Regions from separate parts of the Mus musculus genome. Here region 1 is linked to region 2. Evidence: chromatin contacts called from public Hi-C data. All regions are on one chromosome and are shown on one strand. Each heading gives the region's core, a stretch centred on a gene start, on an enhancer-like site or on the middle of the called end of the contact. The rest is flanking DNA. Distances are from core to core; before and after follow the strand shown.

The links. A called contact is a pair of places that touch in the nucleus more often than the background predicts.
Region 1: a contact with region 2 is called in a Hi-C map of trophoblast stem cells, with 2.1 times the contacts expected there. The contact joins two enhancer-like sites. A contact is called at or near these places in 24 of 39 promoter capture datasets (the 3T3-L1 cell line, 3T3-L1-derived adipocytes, the C10 cell line and 15 more), 5 of 15 datasets of contacts at CTCF or cohesin (the NIH/3T3 cell line, embryonic stem cells, large pre-B cells and 2 more), 125 of 484 Hi-C or Micro-C datasets (the 3T3-L1 cell line, 3T3-L1-derived adipocytes, the 4T1 cell line and 68 more), 15 of 115 datasets of contacts at active chromatin or transcription factors (the HPC-7 cell line, Th17 cells, acute myeloid leukemia and 8 more) and 5 of 9 other capture datasets (adipose tissue, embryonic stem cells, liver and 2 more).

Annotation. Positions count from the first base shown.
Region 1 is chr10:62,372,483-62,378,630 of GRCm38.p6, reverse strand. It overlaps a transcript of Hk1 not described here. Among named protein-coding and RNA genes, the nearest start is that of Hk1, 35 kb to the right of the region's middle. Within about 2 kb of position 3,445, at least 3 of the 459 cell types and tissues checked have an H3K27ac peak or open chromatin away from gene starts, as enhancers often do. A contact at or near this core is called in trophoblast stem cells, where this site is marked.
Region 2 is chr10:62,276,498-62,282,991 of GRCm38.p6, reverse strand. It overlaps Hk1 (hexokinase 1), which reads left to right. Exons shown (of 18, transcript NM_001146100.1): 13 at 1,086-1,181; 14 at 1,860-1,959. Among named protein-coding and RNA genes, the nearest start is that of Tacr2, 27 kb to the right of the region's middle. Within about 2 kb of position 4,896, at least 15 of the 459 cell types and tissues checked have an H3K27ac peak or open chromatin away from gene starts, as enhancers often do. A contact at or near this core is called in trophoblast stem cells, where this site is marked.

The sequences.
Region 1 (6,148 bases), core at 2,196-4,695, 97 kb before region 2:
AGTAAGGCTAGCCTAGACTACATAGTGAATGTCTGTCTCAAACCCCTACTATACCTGCCCAAAAGGAGGAAGTGGTAACAGTCATACATATAAGTATTAATTCATTATATAACAAGCACCAACAGAACCAAATAGTAATCATAATGTTGAAGCCCTCCTGGGTATAAACCTCATTTTGAGACATTTACAACAATCTCAATAAAAATATCTCTATAGCTTCTGGGCCAGTGTGATGGCTCAGTGGGTTAAGGCACTTGTGGCTAAGCTTGGCAACCTGAACATGGGAGAAGAGAACTGACTCCCAAAAGTTGTCCTCTGACCTCCACACGCACGAGGGGACGCGTGCTACCCACCCCTTTAACATAAAAACAAAATTTAAAAGAAGTCTGTGGTTGCTATTGACGATGAAGGCACAGGTGCCACTGACCCTACTGTGGCTCTCGCTCCTAGAGACATTTAGAAGTTCCTCTTTGTCTATGATAGTTCATAATGTAAGACATTTCCCACTAGACCTCTCGCTAGTGGCCAGGGCTTTTCATTTCTGCAGGCTGTGAGGAATGTATGCTATTTTATTCAAATAGCTTCAACCTCCGTCTTCGTGTCTTCCTGACGCTCTTACCATCCTGATGCTGGATCTTCTGCTTCTGCCTTCCCTGCTGTTGAACGTTAAATTCGTGTATTTATCTTGCCTTCCTGTCCACTTACTAGGGGGGCAGTAGAATCTCCCAGCTAAGCAGCCTCTGCCCCGGTCTTAAATCTAACCAGTGGTTATCTATCTATCCCAGGTTTGATCTTCTGTAGTCTAAACTTTATCTTTTACAATATTAATAATTCTTTAAAAATTTCATCCAGTATATTTTGATCCTATTCATTCAAACCAGGAGTTCATGAGCACAGTGGTCCTGTAAACAGAATCTTTTAAAGAAAAAAAAAAAACCAGTTTCTGAAGCCAAGGGTAGTGGTTCACATCTGTATCTCAGCACATGGAAAACGGAGTCAGGGGACTCAGGTGTTCAAAGCCAGCCTCAGGTAAAGAGTGAGTTTGACACCAGCCTGGGCGACCTGAGACTCTGTCTCAGAGAGAGAGAGAGAGAGAGAGAGAGAGAGAGAGAGAGAGATTTAAAAAGAAATTAAAATTTGAAGTCTATTTTATTATTCTGTATTTTCATATTCTAACAAAGAAAGTAAACCTTACCAAAATATGGTTCCGTGTTTTTATTATTTTTCAATGAACAATTTCACGTTTTTATTAGTTCTCCGTGACCTATTTTATGTATTTCTAGTTCTTCCTCTGACTTCAGCTCTTACTTTGCATATATACCTTCCCCCCACCCCCCGCTCTGTCCAGTGTCTCTGCCATCCCTCTTTGACACCCTCGGTTGGTCTCCTGTGCTGTTTGTGCTGGAAGTCACATTTCCCAGTTTGTTGACATTCTTTTCGGGTAGCTTTCTTCCTCGGACGTCTGGTGACTTTTGTCCTGTAAGCTTTTCACCCACGGGTCACCCACTGCTGTATCCTGGAATGTTCTGGGTTGGGGCCACTTTAGTCTGAGTCATTCTGATGAAATGAGAAAGGAGGTAACCTTGAAAGCAGAGTCCTGGGCACCCAAGTCCTTAGGGAAGCCCTCTGGTCAACCCACCCAGCCTGGTCTACTGGGCGTGAATTAGAGCCATGTGGGAGGAAGAACCTTCAACTGAGAATCTGCTTCTATCGGGTGGGCTGGTAGGCAGGTCCTCAGGATGTTGTCTTGATTAACGATTGACGTGAGGACCCAGCTCATTGTGGGCAGTGCCACCCCTGGGCTGGTGGTCTTTGGTTGTATAAGAATGCCAGTCGAGCAAGCCCTGAGGAGCAAGCCAGGATGCAGCATCCTTCTGAGGTCTCTTCAGTTCCCGCCTTGACTTCCTGCTGACTTCCCTCGATTGGGGTGGTGACGGACGGTGTCCTGAATGTAAGCCAGATAAGCCTTTGCCTCCTCACCCCAAGTCACTTTAGGTCATAGTGTCTATCACAGTGATACAAAGCCAACTGGGACAAGCCTCGGGACCCCTGGGCAGGCTTTTAGGAGTTGGCCTTCAGTGTGTTTGGAATCAGTAGCCATGGGAGCGTATATCAGTGTCGAGGCTGCCCACTCCGAGGGGCTGGTGAGTGAGTGAGCTAGGCTCTGCGAGCCCACTAGCTTTCTCAGCTCCTTGCTTACCAGAGCCTCGTTGTGCTTAGAACCCACTGACACCTGTGTTGGTCTTGAAGCCTGGAGGTTCTCTCAACAGTAAAGGGGCGGGCAGCAATTGTCTTGGGCCCTTCTTACAGAGATGCAGAGTTAATTCATGGTGGGGATGATGCTAGACCATTACTGTCTACTGAGCAGAGGATACCCCCCCCCCAGCCCAGAAGCAAAATTTCAATCTACCTCCATGTCTTTTACCTACAGAAAAGACTATTTTGTGGGGTGCAGTTGGTACACAGAGAGGGGACTTTATTTTACACATTGTCCTTGGCTTGACAATAAGCCTTACTATCACACCCCACACACACACACACCTGCACATGTGTAGCAGATGTGCAGCTTGGTCCCCCAACAACCGTTGTGAGCACTGACCCTGCCTCTGTGCTTGCCTGTGGATTCGTTCCCCGAACTGGGCTGCCTTGCCTGGCCTCAGTGGGAGAGGATGTGCCTAGCCCTGCAGTGACTTGATGTGCCAGGGTGGGGTAATACCTAGAGGGGACTCCCCTTTCTCAGATGAGGAGGGGAGGAGGGATGAGGGGAGGACCTATGTAAGGGGGCACTGGGAGGAAGAGGGGGACTGATACTGGGATGTAAAGTGCAGCTTTAAAGTGAATTTTTAAAAAGTTTTTAAAACTTCTACTTTTCTTAACAGAACAGCATGGCTAACCATTAGGATGCGTGCTAATTTTTTTTTTTTTTTTTGCATTTTATATAACCCCTTATAAGTAGAGACATAACCCTGGTTTCTAGGTACCTCAGTACTGATGAAAATCATCTACGTTATAGTAACTGTAGAGAGGAATAGTGGGCACTCTGGGGTGAGCCTGGCATGGGCTTGAAGCAGAGGACAAAGGACAGTTCCCCGGGAAGCCAACAGGTCATTCATTCACGCCCCAGGTCAGACTCAGCATCTTCTTGGATCCAACTGCCAGTCTCACACCCAGAACACCCGTCACTCACATAACGGCTGCCTTGAATGTTCTGCCTTTAATCTGCTTTGTTTGAAATTCTGTGAGGGCCCTGTGGCTCTGATCTGGCCATCTTCTGACTTCTCACAGCCTTTCCCTCCAGAGCCGGAACGCAACTGATGCTAAAACAGATCAGAAATCCGCCTTCTCTGTCCAAGACCAATGAAGCGACGTAGTCGGTCTCTGGCCTTGATTCTGCTCTGTCCTCGGTCTCTGCGTGTGCTTCTGAGCTCAGGGAGTGCCTGAGGCTAAGGCGCTGGACTGCCCTGGGATGAAAGCTTGGATCTGAACTGTTAGACAGTGTCTGGGATTGTGCACAAAAGAGAATTGAATTGTAGATCAGCTGGGAAACCAGTGAGACAGCCCAGCGGCCCTTGGCCTCCAGGGCTGGACGCCTGTGGGAGCACATAGCTGGCATTTCTGTTAAGAGTGAGATTTGGAAGTCTTTTTGCTTCCTCTGTGAAGTGCTTGGATTCAATGACTTGAGGTAGGATGGGAGATTTTGGGTTTGCTTCGTTTGGGTGAAAGCAAAGCAGATTTGGCTTGAGTGGTCGAGGACCTGGGGAGAGGAGGGCTCTGTCTGGCGCTCAGTGAAGCTCTGAGACCAGGTGGTCAACTTTTGGCAACAGCAAGAACGTGGAAGAAGCCGTGACTACGGCTTTGGAAGAGGGGTTCCTACTGGACTTTCCAGACACCATCTTGATTTGAGAAGTCTCCAGGCAGCATTTCATAGTAAGTTCTGAGGTCTGCCTCTGGCCAGGGCTGTGTCAGGGACACTAAAGTCAGTGGTTCTCAACCTGTGGGTCTCGAGGCCTCTTCAGGAGTTGCATATCAGATACCCTGCAGGTATTTACATGATGGTCCTTAACAGTAGCAAAATGACAGTTATGAAGTAGCCATGAAAACGATTTTATGGTTGGGGGTCACCACGACCTGTATTAAAGGGCCGCAGCCTTAGGAAGGTTGAGAACTGTTGCCTTAGGGGGTGGCATCTCCTCCGGAGGGTGGCACCCAGAGAGTCCCCACAGGAGCTGCTGCTGGGATGGTGACGCTGAGAGGGAGGCCTGCCCTGGGATTCTTACAGAGCTGCAGGCAGGCTCTCTCTGATATGAGATACTCGTCTCTCCACCTCGGGCTCATGTCTCAGACGACATCCAGGCAGGTCCAGTGAGATGGCCACGTGGGTAAGCGTGCTTGCAGCCAAGCCTGACGACCTGAGTTTGATCCCTGGAGCCCACTCCCACAAGTTGTCTTTTGACTTTCACGTGTGCACTATGCGCAAGTGTGTTCACGTGTATACACACATACACACACACACACACACACACACACACACACACACACACACACACACAAATGCCAAAGAAAATTCAGTTTACAAACTCTCCTTAAGGCCAGGTTCTGATTCCAGCACTGGAGAGAGTCAGAGGTAGGCAGACCTTTCTGAGTTCAAGGCCAGTGGTCTACATAGTGAGTTCCAGGACAGCCAGGGCTACACAGAGAGACCTTGTCTTGGTCTTGAAAAGACATTTCCTTGACTTACACTTGCATGCTATCCTGACATCTCTTTATTATATTCTATTGTTTATGTTCTGTGTCTGCTCTGCAGATGTAGGGGTCAGAAGACAATTTGAATACATCCTCTCTTTCCACCGTGTGCGTTCTGAGCTCCTTATCTACTGAGCCATTTTGCCAGCCCTAGAGAGAACTATTTTTTTTTTCACTTCAGGCACTGACTTTTAAAAAAAATATATTTTTATTAGGTATTTTCCTCATTTACATTTCCAATGCTATCCCAAAAGTCCCCCATACCCCTCCCCCACTCCTCTACCCACCCACTCCCACTTTTTGGCCCTGGCATTCCCCTGTACTGGGGCATATAAAGTTTGCAAGTCCAATGGGCCTCTCTTTCCAGTGATGGCCGACTAGACCATCTGAGAACTATTTTTTAAGATTTTTAGAAAATTTTTATGTGTTTGGGTATTTTGCCTTCAAATATGTCTATATACCACATGTGTGCAGTATCTGTGCAGGTCAGAAGAGAATATATTTTGCCTTTTGTTTTTTTGTTTTGTTTTGTTTTGTTTTGTTTTGTTTTGTTTTGAATCAAGGCTCACCTGGCCCCTGCTCAAAGAAAGGCCTCTGAGGAAAACTCTGGCCCAGTTCCAGCTGCCTCCTCCAGGAAGCCTTGCAGGATTAGCTTGGGGGTCCCTAGTCTCTTCAGGACAGCTGCCACTTGCAGCTGGTCCCTGTGACTTGTGGGATTTCTTAGCATCTCTCTTTCAGGCTGTAAGCTTTATGAAAACTTGACTTTAGAAAAGCAGAGAACAGCCAGGTGTGGTGGCGCATACCTTTAATCCCAGCACTTGGGAGGCAGAGGCAGGCGGATTTCTGAGTTCGAGGCCAGCCTGGTCTACAGAGTGAGTTCCAGGGCAGCTAGGACTACACAGAGAAACCTTGTCTCGAAAAAAAAAAAAAAAAAAAAGCAGAGAAGTAGGGTGGCTGGGGGAAGAACAGGGTCACCCCCAGACCAGTGTAGAACAGAATGAGATAACAATAGCCCTTATCCCCACTGAGCAGGGGAGAGCAAGACAGATTCGGGAAGGAGGGGTCTGAAGCACTCTCTAGCACACCTAGTTCTCCTGACGCCCTGAGTGCTCTCTTCCTGACCACGGCTTCACAGGCTCCATTGTGTCCATTAACATGGACACTTAAAAAAAAATCTTTGTGTGAGTGGTGCAAATGGGGGTCACACATGTCCAGGCCATGGGGGACAGAGGACAATCTTAGCCCCCATCTTCTATCTCCTTTGTCACTGTGTACTGCAGGCCAGGTGGCCCAGGGACTTCTGGGTCTTCTCATATCTTGATTTCCATCCCTCTGTGGAAACACTGTGATGGGAGACGGTCACTATTGTGTGGGTCTTTTACATGGGCTCTAGGGATCCCAACCT
Region 2 (6,494 bases), core at 3,647-6,146:
AGCGAGAAGGTGATGCTGAGTCACTGAGGGAGGAGCCAGCCTGTCTGGAAGATCTGCAGGCAGCCCTGCATGGCGCAAGTGGAGACACGGCCAGGGAGGGGCCCGAGGGGATGGTTTAAGGGCTGATTGGCAGCCCCGGGAGAGCTAAGTAAGGTGGTGTCAACAGAAAAGCTCCAACCTAAGGAGGTTGTCTACAGCCATGAAAACAGGGATTGAATAATTCCAGACAAGCAACATCAAAAGGAGGGAAGTGCATGCACACACACACACACACACACACACACACGCACACACACACACATATACATGGACACATAGACACGGCACACAGACACATACATCTAACATCAGTTGACTCTCTCTAAACATTTTTTTAAAGGCTGGGGCTTATGTTGCCCAGGCTGGGAATCTGTCACACAGATTCCTTGTGTGGCCAAGGATGGCCCATCATTTCTAATCCTCCTGCCTCTTCCTCCCATGGGTTGGGATTCTGAGTGCCTACTATCACACCTGATTTGTGCAGTGCTGGAGATCAAAGCCAGGGCTCTGTGTTCTCTGGGCAAACCCTCTACCAACTGAGCTACATCTCTGCTCCTAAACTCTTGTTTATTGCAGGTCTGATTTTTTTTTTATAAGATCTCATTATATAGCTCAGGCTAGCCTAAAACTTAACTTAAGTACCCCAGGCTGGTCTTGAACTAACAGATGATTTCTTGCTTCAGTCTCTCAAGTGCTGAGATTCCAGGTATGAAACAGATGCACACGCACACTTGTGGCATTTTCCCCCAGCAGTGTATAACTTCAGACCTGTGAAGCCTAAAGTCGGCCTATAAAGTAACACTGTTACTGAATTTTTGCATTCCTTTAAATAAGCCAACCTTATGTGCCTCCATTTCTCCATCTGTGAAGTGGGTTTAGAAAGCAGATGTCTGTGAAGATGGTGGGAGGGGCCAGCCCACAGGATTCCACTCTTGCTTTACAGCCTCTGTGGTTATTGCCCGGGAGGTAGGGTGTCACATTCTCCTGACTGAAAAGTGACCTGAAGGTTACTCACCTAAACTCTTTGGGTGCCTTTCCTGTTTTAGGGAATCTTGATCACGTGGACAAAGGGATTCAAAGCCACCGACTGTGTGGGTCACGATGTAGCCACTTTACTGAGGGATGCTGTAAAAAGGAGAGAGGTAACTTAATCCTTTTAAGATAATTTTTGCCTTGCGTGGGGCGGGGGAGGGTACAAAAATTAAGCTTGCTTTTTTTGTGAAGAATTGGAACACCACAGGAGCATGCGATTTGGAAGTGTCCCTGTCCCCACGCCCGCCCCAGTCACTGCCAGGCGGTCAAGTGACATTTGTCAGTTTTGTATCATTAAGGGATGGTAATATGGGCTGGTGAGCTGGCTTGACAGCCTGCCACCAAGCCCGAGGGCCTGAGTTTAGTTTCTAGGACCCATGTGGTGGAGTGAGAGAATCCTTTCCTGTGGTTTATCATTTGACCTACACACATGTGCTGTGTGTGTGTGTGTGTGTGTGTGTGTGTGTGTGTGTGCACATGTGAAAAGGATGGTACACCCAAAGAGAGGTAAAATCATGACTCATAGGGATGGAACAATGGAAAGTTCCTGAGGGCCCATACAGCCGGGAACTGCCAGGCATTTCAGAGTGCAAGCACCGTCGGGCATGGATGGCCCTGTTGGCTGGAATAGACTTATAGACAGTATTGCTACTCTGTGTCAAGTTATCGAACTCAGTCAGGAAACCAACCCTGCTTCCCAGAAGTGTCCAGTCCACAGCCTGGACTAGCCGGATTCAAGCCAGGCCCAGCTGACCCTTCCCTACATCCCTGTCCCCTTCTTTTCAAAGGAATTTGACCTGGATGTGGTGGCTGTGGTCAACGACACCGTGGGCACCATGATGACTTGTGCTTATGAAGAACCTTCTTGTGAGATTGGACTCATCGTGGGTAAGTACCGTAAAAGGGTCTCTTCTCCAGGAAGGGGATGTTGGCGTTCCCTCTGTGGTACAAACCCAACAGCTCAGTCTTTAGTGGGGGAATGGTTGATCTTGGGTACCATTTTTACCTCCTCTAGAATTCTGTATAAAGGCAGGCTACACCCCAGCATGCTACAAATCCGTTAGGATTGGACCGTCAGTCAGGAAGCTCTCTAGGAATGAGGCACAAAAAAAAGCTCATGTGTCCTGGGTAGATGGAGTGGGGTGCCTGGAACCAGACCATGCGCAAGAGCCTCAGAGCTGCAAACTCAAGGGCTAAAAAGGAAGTAGAGACCATCTCCACTCCTGACCATGTTTAACTTGGAAGGGCCACTGTGCTCCTGGGGACCATTCATCGTCTGTAGCCACTGTCTAAGTGACCCCAACCCTGTAGGTTGTCGTCTTGTGAGGTCTACACCTCAAGAGGATTAAACTGTATGTGTGTGTGCCACACAGTGCCTATGGAGGTCCAAGAGCAACCATGGATGTTGGATGTTGGTCCTCACCTCCACCTGCTGATATAATAAAATAGCCTAACAGAAGCAACCTAGGGGAGAAAGGGTTTATTCTGGCTGCCGGTTCCAGGTTACAAATAGGCAAGAACTTGAGACAACTAGTCACATTATAGAGTAGAAAGAAATGAATGTACAGATTCACTTATGCTCAACTTGATTTTTCCCCCCTCTTACCCAGTTAGGACCCTTGCCTAGGGGATGGTGCTGCCCACAGTGGGCTGGGTCTTCAATTCACATAAGATGCTCTTTCCACCCAATGCAGACAGTCCCTCATTGAGACTCTCTTCCCAGGGTGATTCTAAGTTGTGTCAGGTTGACAGTTCACGTTAACCACTGCACTCCCCAAACACTTTCTCAGTCACTAATACCTGCAAGCACTTATAGGACATCTTGAAATGTCACTGCCGCCTCAAGATCATTTCCAGCATCTGAAGATCAGGATGCTACTCACACAGGCTGCCCTCTGTACTGGGGAAAGCCTTTGTATTTGTTATTAAGCTACTTGAAACAACTGTTGAAATAGAAAATCAGGAAGCACATCTATCTGAAAGGTATTTGGCTTCTGCCCCAGAGATTTTATACCTTTCTTCCTTTTGGCAAAGCATTCACCACCGAGCCTTGCCCAGCCCAGCCTTTTGCCTGTGGATGGGCGTAGGTGAGACCTGCAAACCCAGCGTGACTGGGCATATTCTCTTAGAGGCCAGGCCTCACCTTCCTGCCCTATGAGGGGAGCTGGTGCCAGGATTCAGCCAGCTTTTTCTTGCCTCCATCAACCGACCTCTTTGTTTAAAATTCTTATGGCCAGGGAATACAGTTTACATATATTGGCTTTCTTTGTGTCTTCTATTTCCAGGGCTCCTTTTTTTCCTCCTTGTTTGTACTTTGGGTAGAAGGGAACAGAGAAACCAGAAACAATCCAGTGGTAGGGGAGGGTGGGGAGCCATTCCCTTGAATGGAGGGAAAGCTCACTCATATCCCTGCAGGTCTTGTTACAGTGTCAGAAGTGGTTGCCTGGTTGCTGAGAAGGCTTTATTGTAGAGGTGAGGGAGACTTCAGCCAGAGGCATCTGGAAGGGGCCAGACTGAACAGGGCTAGCAGAAGACACTGGGCCAGGAGAGCAGAAGTGGAGGGGGTTGGGGGAGAGCCAGAGGGGAGAGGAGAAGGGAGGGAGGGAGGAGAGAGAGGTAGGGGGAGGGAGGAGGGAGGAGAGGGGGAGAGGAGAGGGCGGGGGAGAGGAGAGAGAGTGTGCTCAGTGGACAAGATGGCTGAATTATATATAAGAAAGAAAAGCTTGGGGGGAGAGGAGGTGGTTATGGGTAGGGGGCGGGGTGAGAAGTGTGGGAGGAGCCACGGGTACTGGGTGAGACTTGTCCTGGGTTTCTCTGAGACCTAGCAAAGATCTTCATGAGTGCAGGCTCCAGGGCATCTGTGGGAATGCCCCCTTGATTGAGTTTTCAGTCTATGCAGTAGGACAAGCTCAGTGACCACAAGCCAGAGGTCACGACGTTAAAACTGCCGTATGCTAGGCTGGGAACGGGGACCTCAGTGGACTGTGTGGCAGGGCTAGCAGCCGGGATCTCAGTGGCTAAAGGTGCCTGCTTCCAAGCCTCCTGGCCTGAGCCCAGACCCCAGGTTCACTGCACAGTAGAGGAACAGAACTGAACTCCCCTGCAAGGTGAATTCTGATTCCATACACCACAGTTTTAAAATAACTAGTCTGCTATGAAAATGTACCTCCCATTTTGTGTCCACAGCCCCTTGTGGGCTAAAACAGCACCAACCGGTGCTCCTTCCCAGTCTTAGGGGATACTGTGTAAGATATGCTCTAGGGAGGTTAAACATGGAAACCAGAGGCTTCCTGGGAGCCACACGCCACCCAGAGGAATTCTCCTTGTCTTAGAAGCAGCAGATCTCCTATGGTGTCAGTGTATTGTCTGGCTTTATGTTTTATGTCAATTTGACACAGGCTAGAGGCATCAGAGGACGGAACCTCAACTGAGAAAATGCCTCTGGTAAGATGGGCTGCAGTCAGGCCTCTAGGGCATTTTCTTAACCAGTGATTGATGCAGGAAGGGCCCAGCCCGTTGTGAGTGGTGCCATCCCTGGGCTGGTGGCCCTGGGTTCTATAAGAAATCAGGCTGAGCAAACCATGGGGAACAAGCTAGTAAGCAGCATCCCTCCATGGCCTCTGCATCAGCTCCTGCCTCCAGGTTCCTGCCCTGTCTGAGTTACTGTCCCGAGTTCCCTCAGTGATGAACAGCGATGGGGAAGCATAAGCCAAATAAACCCTTTCTTCACCAAGTTGCTTTGGTGTTGGTGGTTTCAGCACAGCAGTGGTAACCCTGACTACAACAGTCTGTGGTACCAGCAAGGAGCCGCTTGCTCAGCAAGGCAAGGAGCCCCTGAGCAGAAAGGTGGGAAAGTCCCAGCACTTCCAAGCTTGCTGACTAGATGTAGTCACAAGAAGTGAATGAGCAACCAGGCGATGTGGTGCACGCCTTTAATCCCAGCACTTGAGAGGCAGAGGCAGGCGGATTTCTGAGTTCGAGGCCAGCCTGGTCTACAAAGTGAGTTCCAGGACAGCCAGGGCTACACAGAGAAACCCTGTCTCGAAAAAAAAAAAAAAAAAAAAAAGAAAGAAGAAGAAGTGAATGGTGGAAGGACAAAAGTAGACAGTCTCCTAGCTACTGTGTGTGTGTGTGTGTGTGTGTGTGTGTGTGTGTGTGCGCGCACACGTGCGAGCACAAGCGCTGCTCATTTGCTTCTTGTGACTACATCTAGTCAGCAAGCTTCAAAGTGCTGGGACTTTCCCACCTTTCTGCTCAGCGGCTCGTTGCCTTGCTGGTACCACAGACTGTCGTGCACGCGTGTAGCAATACATTCCTCTGTTGTAAGAGCGTATAGCAACATAAATATAGCCCTGCACAGGCCAACAGGTTAGGCTTTAGGCAAAATGGTGGACACTTGAGGATTGCTGCAAGTTCAAGGCCAACCTAGTCAACATAGTAAGTACCCAGCCGGCTAGGGTTTGTTTTAAAGATCAACCAACCCACCCCTCTTTGTCGTTTACCTCAGATTTGCCATTTAAACGTAAGTACCCAGATACAATGGAAAAACCAAATGTTTTGTTTGTTTTCAAGAAATACACCCAGCTGGACGGTAGTGGTCCATGCCTTTAATCCCAGCATTTGGGGGCTGGGGGTGGGGGGGGAGCGGGGCAGAAGCAGGTGGATCTCTGTGAGTTTGAGTCCAGCTTAGTCTACAAATCAAGTTCCAGGACAGCCAAGGCTACACAGAGAAACCTTGTCTCAAAAACAATCAACAAAAACAACAAAAAACAACCAAAACTCTATAGGGCTGGAGAGATGGCTCAGTGGTTATGAGCGTTGGCTGCTCTTCCAGAGGACCAGAGTTCAATTCCCAGCAACCTCATGGCAGCTCACAACTGTCTGTAACTCAAATTCCAGTGAATCCAACCTGCTTACCCAGACATAGCGCAAACACCAAATGTACATTTTAAAGGTCGGGGAGGGAGGGAGGGAGGGAGAGAGGGAGGGAGGGAGAGAGAGAGAGAGAGAGAGAGAGAGAGAGAGAGAGAGAGAGAGAGAGAGAGAGAGAGATTGAGTAATGGTGGTGCACACCTTTAATCCCAGCACTCGGGAGGCAGAGGCAGGTAGATCTCTGAATTTTCGGCCAGCCTGGTCTACAGAGTGAATTCCAGGACAGCTAAAGCTATACAGAGAAGCCCTATCTCATAAACCAAACATAAATATATGTATGCATATATGCACACATATATAATGTATGTGTATGTATGTATGTATGTATGTATGTATGTATGTATGTATACCTCACCCATATACACACTGGTGAGGGCTGGGGATGTAGTTCAGTTGATAGAATGCAAGTAACTCAGTCCCTTTTTGCCAAGGATCAAGGATCATTGTGGAAGACGGGGCAGATGGTTATAAGAGCCAGAGGTGGTTGGCTA